Linked DNA regions of Mus musculus: all the other regions are linked to region 1. Evidence: chromatin contacts called from public ChIA-PET and HiChIP or PLAC-seq data. All regions are on one chromosome and are shown on one strand. Each heading gives the region's core, a stretch centred on a gene start, on an enhancer-like site or on the middle of the called end of the contact. The rest is flanking DNA. Distances are from core to core; before and after follow the strand shown. Region 1 holds the start of Aldh16a1 (aldehyde dehydrogenase 16 family, member A1). Region 2 holds the start of Nucb1 (nucleobindin 1). Region 3 holds the start of Fut2 (fucosyltransferase 2).

The links. ChIA-PET counts read pairs in DNA pulled down with a chosen protein or histone mark. HiChIP or PLAC-seq counts read pairs in DNA pulled down with a chosen protein or histone mark.
Region 2: a contact with region 1 is called in an RNA polymerase II ChIA-PET map of memory CD8 T cells, with 15 read pairs. The contact joins the promoter of Nucb1 here to the promoter of Aldh16a1 in region 1. A contact is called at or near these places in 4 of 39 promoter capture datasets (cranial neural crest, frontonasal cranial neural crest, liver and 1 more), 1 of 115 datasets of contacts at active chromatin or transcription factors (memory CD8 T cells) and 3 of 9 other capture datasets (adipose tissue, liver and macrophages).
Region 3: a contact with region 1 is called in an HNF4G HiChIP or PLAC-seq map of pancreatic cancer cells. The contact joins the promoter of Fut2 here to the promoter of Aldh16a1 in region 1. A contact is called at or near these places in 5 of 39 promoter capture datasets (cranial neural crest, hippocampal neurons, liver and 2 more) and 4 of 115 datasets of contacts at active chromatin or transcription factors (acute myeloid leukemia, embryonic stem cells, microglia and 1 more).

What each region holds. Positions count from the first base shown.
Region 1 is chr7:45,153,020-45,155,835 of GRCm38.p6, forward strand. Aldh16a1 (aldehyde dehydrogenase 16 family, member A1) reads right to left here and starts at 1,517. Exons shown (of 17, transcript NM_145954.2): 1 at 1,373-1,517. The coding sequence starts at 1,462. It overlaps Pih1d1 (PIH1 domain containing 1), which reads left to right and starts at 1,284. Exons shown (of 10, transcript NM_029406.4): 1 at 1,284-1,521.
Region 2 is chr7:45,509,049-45,511,748 of GRCm38.p6, forward strand. Nucb1 (nucleobindin 1) reads right to left here and starts at 1,360. Exons shown (of 13, transcript NM_001163662.1): 1 at 1,275-1,360; 2 at 658-799. The coding sequence starts at 789. It also overlaps a transcript of Tulp2 not described here.
Region 3 is chr7:45,664,969-45,667,708 of GRCm38.p6, forward strand. It overlaps Fut2 (fucosyltransferase 2), which reads right to left and starts at 1,426. Exons shown (of 3, transcript NM_001271993.1): 1 at 1,230-1,426. Gm39008 (a long non-coding RNA gene) reads left to right here. Exons shown (of 5, transcript XR_882068.2): 3 at 1-1,448.

The DNA of each region.
Region 1 (2,816 bases), core at 267-2,766:
TTTAAAAAGATATATATTTTTAAAAGATTTATTTATTATTTATTATATGTAAGTACACTGTAGCTGTCTTCAGACACTCCAGAAGAGGGCATCATATCTCGTTATAGGATGGTTGTGAGCCACCATGTGGTTGCTGGGATTTGAACTCTGGACCTTTGGAAGAGCAGTCGGGTGCTCTTACCTACTGAGCCATCTCACCAGCCCTTAAAAAGATATTATAATTGTTTTGCAACCCTACCTTTGTTTCAAAAGGTTGTTATGGCTACCATTTTAGGAACACCTTGCAATAATGTCTTTACTACAGAAGGTTATTATAATGTGTATGTTCTGCTCCTGTAACCTCAACTATTTTGGTGGCCAAATCCCCCTATCCACAAACTATATATAAAAACCTTGTCTTTCTCACATCCAGGACTGACTTCTAGAACCAAAGCTTATTGGGGAGGCAGCTTGTGTCCTCAAAAAAAAGCTAGCTTAATTAATTACTTGCTTAAATTACTTTGGCCGTGATGATTTCGGGTCAGTGATCTTTCTCCTTGTATCTTTGGGATCAACACTCTAAACTTTATAGAGTGTTTTATGCTGTCCCTCCAAAGCTGGAGTCCTTTTGTAGTGTGGTGACTCCTCTTAAGAGTCTAAAGACTCTACAACCTCCTAATACCTGCTTGGATGCTGGAAGAATTTCTGGGACCCTGGGCATTCTGATTGGTCCTTGGTTTTAAAGAAAATCCCAGGAACCCTACCACATTCCGATGAGGCTGCAAGAGGGTTCTGGAGCCTTGGGCCAGGAGGCTCTAAAGGAATAATATAAATGAAGTACGAAAACAGGAAAATCTCCCAAAGAAATCCACTAAACTTGGGAGGGGGAGAGGGAGAATGAGAATAGGATGGGCTAGGAGGGTCAAGAGAACTCAGATGACGTTCGAAGGGGCAGGAGATCACAGAGCACCGTAAGGATATTGAAACAAGGGGAGCAGTCATAGCAAGTTTTGGACGAACTTGGGGTTCTAAACGAACTTGAGGTTCTAAACGTTCCCGCGAGCCTCCAAAGTGCCGGGGGCCACAAGGAACCACGATCTAGCAAGGTGAAGACTCAGGAGGACCGCGAGAGGTATGGGGATTTAGTGACCACCCGTTCCTGAAGGGTCCTGGGGAAACACTACGGCGGCGTTCGGGACCGTAAACGAAAACCGCGAGGACAACCATCGCCGCCCACCGCCAGCCGCCCAGCCCAGGCTTCCGCACTGTAGGGGAAATCACGCGCTCAGAGGGGCGGGGCTTCCGAGAAGGCCGCAGTGGATGACGGGAGCCCGCGCGCCCCAAGCGGCCGAGAGGACTCGGAGGCAGCAGCGGCCGCGGGGCAAGCCCTCACCAGTGCGCATGCGTGGCTCTCCGGCACCGGTCCGTACTCCAGCGTCGTGAAAATCTCCCGGGTACTGGGCTGTACACGCGTAGCCGCCATCGCTCTCCCGGAGCCTTCCGCGAGGGATTGCTGGACGGTCTACCTAGAGGAACTTGGAGGTCCGAAGGGCGGCACCGCCCACTCCAATCAAAGGGGCGGGGCCAACCGTAGGGCCCGGAAGCGAGCTATATAGGACGTGACCCGCCTACTTTAGAGCCGCGCGATGCGGCCTATGGGCGGATGCTGGGAAATGTAGTTTCGGGGAGAACAGACATGGTTGGGTGGGTGGGTGGGGTCCCGCACTGGCAGAAGGCCTTCGGCTATTGTCACTTTGACTCTTTAGAAAAAATAGATTTTCGTTGTTTTGTTTTATTTTGTTTTTCAGACAGAGTCTCACTGTGAGCTCTGGAGGCCCTGGATCTAACTATGTAGACCCGGCTGGCTTCAACTCACAGACCCACCTATCTCCGCCTCCCGAGTGCTGGTATTAGAGGCGTGTGCCAGCACACTTGGCTAAAAAAATATTTATCTTTCTTTGTATGTACTCTGTGTAGCCCTGGCTCTCCTGGAACTCACTTTGTAGACCAGGCTGGCCTCGAACTCAGAAATCCGCCTGCCTCTGCTTCCGGAGTGCTGGGATTAAAGGCGTGCGCCACCACGCCCAGCCCTGAGGTATGTCTTTGCACTATGTGTCTGCAGTGCCTGTGGAGCCCAGAAGAGGGCGATGCAGCCGCTGGGCTGGAGAGAGCCTCATGACAGTTGTGGCTGTTTGGAGCTTAACCCCAGACATCTCCAAAAATAACATGTGTTCTTAATTGCTGAGCCTTCTCTCCACCCCAAATGCTTTTCTTTCTTTAAAAGAAGCAAACAAAGATTATTGTTATGTGCATGAGTATTTTGCCTGCTTGTCTGTGCATCATGTACATGCAGTTCCCCAGGAGGCCAGAAGAGGAGGCGACAGATCCCCCTAGAACTGGAGTTACAGGGCTTTGTTAGTCGCAATCTGGGTGTTGGGAATCGAACTCTCCTCTTCTGGAAGAGCAGTCAGCACTCTGCCGTTTAACTATCTCTCCAGCCTCCTCTGCCTCTATAACTTCTTTATAAGCAAAAACATTAATTATGTTCAAAAAAGGGCGATTAATAGCATTGAGACTGGGTGTGTGTTGAGTGGGATCAGACCCAGAGCCTAACTCATGATAGACAAGAGCAGGAGATACTAAAGTTCTCAGAGTGGCAATCCTTTCTGTACTGTAACCTCTGAGGTTTGGGAAGGGCAGATATGTAGGTTTTATTGATTCAGGAAGTGTGTCATTTCGCAGGCCTCCTCAGTCCTTACTTTTGATTGGTTGGCTAGGAGGGCGTGGCTTCAGCTCTTTCATACAAGTGGTCCCTGTAGGTGCCTGCTTTGGATGAA
Region 2 (2,700 bases), core at 110-2,609, 360 kb after region 1:
CTCTATTATTTTCCTCTGATACAATGGTTTTCAGGCTTCAAGATTTCACAGAGTTGAGTACTAACGCCTGGCAGGAGGCCTCGCTACACAGGAGCTGGGAACAACCTGTCTCAGGAGGTAACAACAGCTTGTATTGCTAGGGAGAGCTACAGGAAGAACCAGGCCATAAATCAGGGACCTGGAGTTTGAAAGTTTGGACTCTCTGGGAGCAAAGATTTCACAGAGCTCAATAATACTGGCATGAGTAAACCAGCAGTTCCCGTGTCCTTTTCCCACTTAAACTACACTGCTCGTGAGCTCCGTGAAGCAAGAATGCCCTGCTAGGTGGTAGCATCCAGCTGCTGACGGTGCTACTGGGAAATGTGGTTTTCAGGTTTTCTTCATTCCTTGTTAAAGAGGGTCTTAACGATCAGAGGGGAAAGTTTAGATGAGGGTGTGACACAGGTTTTCATTTGGGATCTGTCTTGATTTCCACATCTCAAAGGTCACTGCCCCCAGGTCTGCTTGCAAGTCTCACACACTCACTATGGCAAAGGAAGGCGGGTAAACGACACGCCTCAGCGTATCAAACAGGGGATCCCTTGGAGTTTTCTCCAGGGCCCTGGGGATGGCAAGCACCACTGCAAAGACGCCAGCGACCAGGGCAGGGCTACTCACCGGGGTCTCAGTGGCCTGGCTGTCCTCCTGAGGAGGTGCTGCGCGGTCCACGGGCACTGCCAGCACAGCAGACAGCATCAGTAGAGGTGGTAGGAGAAGAAAAGGGGCCCCGCGGGGCACCGAGGTAGGCATCGTGGCTGGTCTGTGAGGAGAGATGGAGAATGAGGTTTTTTTCTTGTTTTGCTACGGTTTTCTGAGCTGTGTATTAAGTAGCCTAAGTTGGCCTTGAATTCCTGACCCTCCTGACTCTCCCTTCCAAGCGCTGGAATTACAGGCGTGTAGTACTATCCCTGGCTAAGGATGTCCCAACCCCGTATCCGGTTGGGGAAGCGAGTGTGCACGCCACCCGATTTGCAAAAATGAAGACTCCAAGCGTTTAGTCACCTGGAACCCAGGATGCCAGGCCTCTAACAACCCCGGACGCCAGGCCTCCAGCCTCCCTTTCCTGGAGCGCAATCCGCAGACCCTCATTCCGGCTCCCTGAGTAGGGGAATCCTCCCCCGAACCGTGATTCCAGGCCCCTAACCTCCCCTTCTGCCGGGACCGCCGAGGCCTGACACTGGACAAGTATCACGCGCTCCAGCCCCTCTTGCCCACGGCTTCTGAACCCCCCTCACCTCTCCAGTGCTGAGGGCGTTTTTTAAGGCCAGCAACCTCCGCCAGGTTTCTGGCGATTTCTCTCCTAAGTCACGCCCACTTTTCCACCCGCAGAGAGCCCGCCCCCAGAATACTGATTGGTCCACGCTGACTCTGAGCTTCCGCCCGCGTTAACGGCCCCGCCCCTTTCCGATGAGGTTTCCTTATCTTTGAAAATCTTTCCGGTTTTCTTGGACGCTCACAGTCTTCAACGCAACATTTCCTGCGTCCGTTTTCAAGTAAAACTCAAAGCCCTGCATGCCCAGGGATTGGGGGAGGGGGTGAGACAGGACAACTTTTGCGGACATCTTGCCGCGGTGTCTCTTGGGAGTTGTAGTTTTCTCGTTTAATTTCGCTCCACAAGTTCCTGCAAGTGTTAGGAAACTACATAGCATATGATCATTATTTTTTAAACAGAGTCTCACTGCATATCCCTAGATGGAGCTCTGTGTAAACCAGGATGGCCTAGAGGTCACAGAGATCCTTGTGCTGAGAATAAAAGTAGGTAATACACACAAATGAAAGTGAAGAAGCTGCGAATACCTGATTCTGTCTCCTAGTTTTCCACTTGCAATCATATACTTAGGTACCTTTAAAAAAAAAAATCTTTGAAGGTAACTTTTTTGTTTGTTTGTTTTTCTTTTTTTTAAGTTAAAAAAAAAAAGATTTATTTATATGTGAGTACACTGTCTTCAGACACACCAGAAGAGGGCAACTAATCCCATTACAAATGGTTGTGAGCCATCATGTGGTTGCTGGGAATTGAACTCAGGTCCTCTGGAGGAGCAGTCACAGCTCTTAACCGCTGAGCCATCTCATCAGTCCTGAGGGTAATTTAAAAAAAAAAAAAAAAGATTTATTTGCTTATTTTACATATACAAGTACACTATAGCTGTCTTCAGACACATCAGAAGAGAGCATCAGATCCCATTACAGGCAGTCGTGGCCACTATGTGGTTGCTGGAAATTGAACTCAGGACTGCTAGTAGAGCAATGAGTGCTCTTAACCACTGAGCCATCTCACCAGCCCCTACTTTGGTATCTTTTGACTCCATGGAAAAGATATCTGTCTTAGTCACGCAGCCTCTTTGTGATTTCAGAAAACACTTCCCAGAAGATGTCACCTCAATGGTGCTGGTCTCTTCTTAATCACAGATAACTTTTTAGCTCCAGCTAACAAGCATCAATAGTCCCAGTAATGCAAAGTTTTCGCTTTAGTAGTTCTGGTATCTTGTTAATCACAGCTGATTCTTCAGCCCCAGCTAACCAGAACCACAGAAGCTTCACAATCAAAATAGCAGTGGCCCTGATAAGAGTCTTTAATTTTCCCTCTGAAATTTCACAAGCCAGGCCTCCATCTTCTGCACTATTCTCAACATTATCTTCCAAGCTCCTACACAACATCTC
Region 3 (2,740 bases), core at 176-2,675, 510 kb after region 1:
TTCTCAGGGGACAGCAGACTGCCGCTAAGGAAGGGAGCCAGATTCACATCACTTGTGATCCAAAGGCTAGGTAGGCACTTGGGTGAGTTTGGGAAGACCAAGGACTGTGGGAGGACTGGAAGCTGAAGCCATGGAGGACTGTAGAGCAGCAGTTTGGCTCCAGTCCAAGGCTGAGGAGGCAATGGGAGGAGCTTAGACTCTCTCTTTGATCTCTGTGGTCAGGAAGATCAATTACCATGTGCCTAGCCTCAGTTTACCTTCTGTTGGAGGGGTGCGGTATGCTGGAAAGAGGTCCCAGCTTTGAAGGAAGAATCCTTCTCCAGTTCCCTAGAAGCAGAGAGAGAAGCTCTCTCGATGTAGTCCAGGCTGATACCTAACTTAGCAATGCTCCTGCCTCAGCGTCTTGAATACTAGTATGACAAGCATAAGCCGCTGCACTCACCTCTTTCTAGCCTGTGTCCTCAGAACTGCCTTTTCCACCCAGAGCGCCCTGCCCCCAGCATCCCCTCCACATCAGCTCAGAGACAGGAGCCAGGTACATGGCTGGCTCCACCCCATCAGTGCCATTCCTGTGACTGGCACCGCTTTCTTCCTGTTCTGTCCCTGTGCCAAGGAACACTGGCATTAGGAGTCTCAGGGCAGTTTATCAGAGTAGCTGCCACATTGAAATCTCCAACAGAGGATCGGGATCCTCCCCCCCCCCTGCCCCCCATGACAGCTGCAGGTTTCTGAGGGCCCCCTAGGCTGATATGGAAGCCAAGGATACGGGAACAGGAAAATCCGGTTACATCCAGCCCAATTCTGCCTTTCATCTACTCTTGTTACTGGAATCAGTAGCAGGGAGAGAGCTGAGGATCTGAGAGGTGAAGCGGAGATTGGGGTTAAGAGGTCAACCAGCAGGGCAGGATGGTAGTCGGTGTGCAGGGAGTAGGGCTATGGGGGTGCTGGGCGAACACAGGGCTGGTGAGCCGGGAGCTTGGGAGACCCAGGGACTGGAAAAACTAAGGTCTGGGATCCCGGGATCTGGAGGACTCAGGACCTGAAGGAACTAGCTGGGGACTTGAGGCTGGGACTCCAGAGTCTGGGAGAACCAGGGTCTCTTCTCAGCAATGGCATCTCCTTCCAGAGAGCCCTGGGGTGGGGTCAGAGACCAATGCATCCAGTTCCTGGATCCCTAGGGCTCGTCAGGATTCAGGGGACCTGCCCCCAACCTCCTCACCTGTACTCACCTCTTCTGGCTGTGGTAACAGGGAAATGACCTAGGAATGGACGAACCGCAGCGTGGCTCTGCGGACTGGACGGCAGTGTGTATCTTCCAGCTTGGCTCTTCGTTCAGGACCAAGGAAACTTCCTGAGTTTAACCACAGCCCTGGATAGAAACTCCACCCAGGGTGTACCTGCTGACATCCTAGAACCAGAGAGGCTGGACCCGGAGGAGGCAGTCAAAGGTTAGCTTCCTCTCAGGTGCCTGCTGGGATGATAGCCAGGAGGGGCAGTTTGAAGAAATTGACACAGTCCAGCCCTGCCTTCTCCTGCAGATTCCCAAGAGCCTCAACCTCTGTCAACAACAACAACAACAACACTTTTTTGGATTTTTATGCATGCGTGCACGTGTGTGTGTGTGTGTGTGTGTGTGTGTGTGGCTGTCTACCCTGTTAGCAGGTGCTTTTCAACTTAAAAAAGGAAAAAAGAGCACACGTGTGGAGTCCTGAGGACTACTCTACTTTTGGATGTCCTCATATTCCGACCTGGTCGGAGTCTCCTCTGTGGCTGCCATGTTGTGTATCTCAAGCTGGGTGACTTGAGGGCTTTTGTTGCATGGCGCTCCTCTCTCTGTCCCCCCTCACTGCAGGAGAGCTAGTATTACAGCATCACGACTTCAGGTTTGGGAGGTAGGTGCTTTCATCTGCGAAGCCATCTTACTGACTCTCTTCTTCACCTTCTTTTGTGCATGTGCGGGGAATTGAACTCGGGTCCTCAGGCCCACACAGCACACATTCCAACTCTTCGGTTCTTTGGTTCTGAAGCTTTTCTTTCTTTCTTTTTTTTTTTTTTTAAAGAAATATTTTATTTTTATTTATGTGTGTAGCCTCTGTGGGCTGAGTCATTCCCTCACCCCTGGGCTTTCCTTGGTCTGGGTATTGAACTCTGGTCCACATGCTTGCTCAGCACAGCTTCACCAAATGAGTGAACTTGAGAGCCAACAGTATACAAAGATTCTTTTTTCCCCTTCCCTTTTGGTATGTAGGAAATTGAGTACAGGCCTCATGAACCATACACTCACCCCCTATGGCTGACTCTCTTTAGCTCTGAGACAGGGTCTCACTATGTAGCCCTGGTTTGCCTGGAACTTATGTAACCCTGGATGGCCTTGAAATCAAAGATCTACCTGTTTCTGCCTCTCAAGTACTAAGATGAATATAGTGTGCATCCCTAATACTATGCACGCTTAATAGATCTATGTGCACAGGAGAAAGCCAAGTACAGAGAGGGAAAGTAACTCCCTTGAAGTCACACAGCCATCTGAAGCCAGGCAAGCTGAGGCTTGGCCAAGGCCACACAAAAAACAGTTCTTGTCACTTCTGTTCACGTTCTGTTATTGTTTGTTTTGTGTGTTTGCTTGTTTGTTTTGAGACAGGGTCTCTCTAGAGCCCTGCCTGTGCCAGAACTCATTATGTATGTAGGCCAGACTGATCTCAAACTCCCAGCGATCCATTTGCCTCCTGAGTGCTAGCATTAA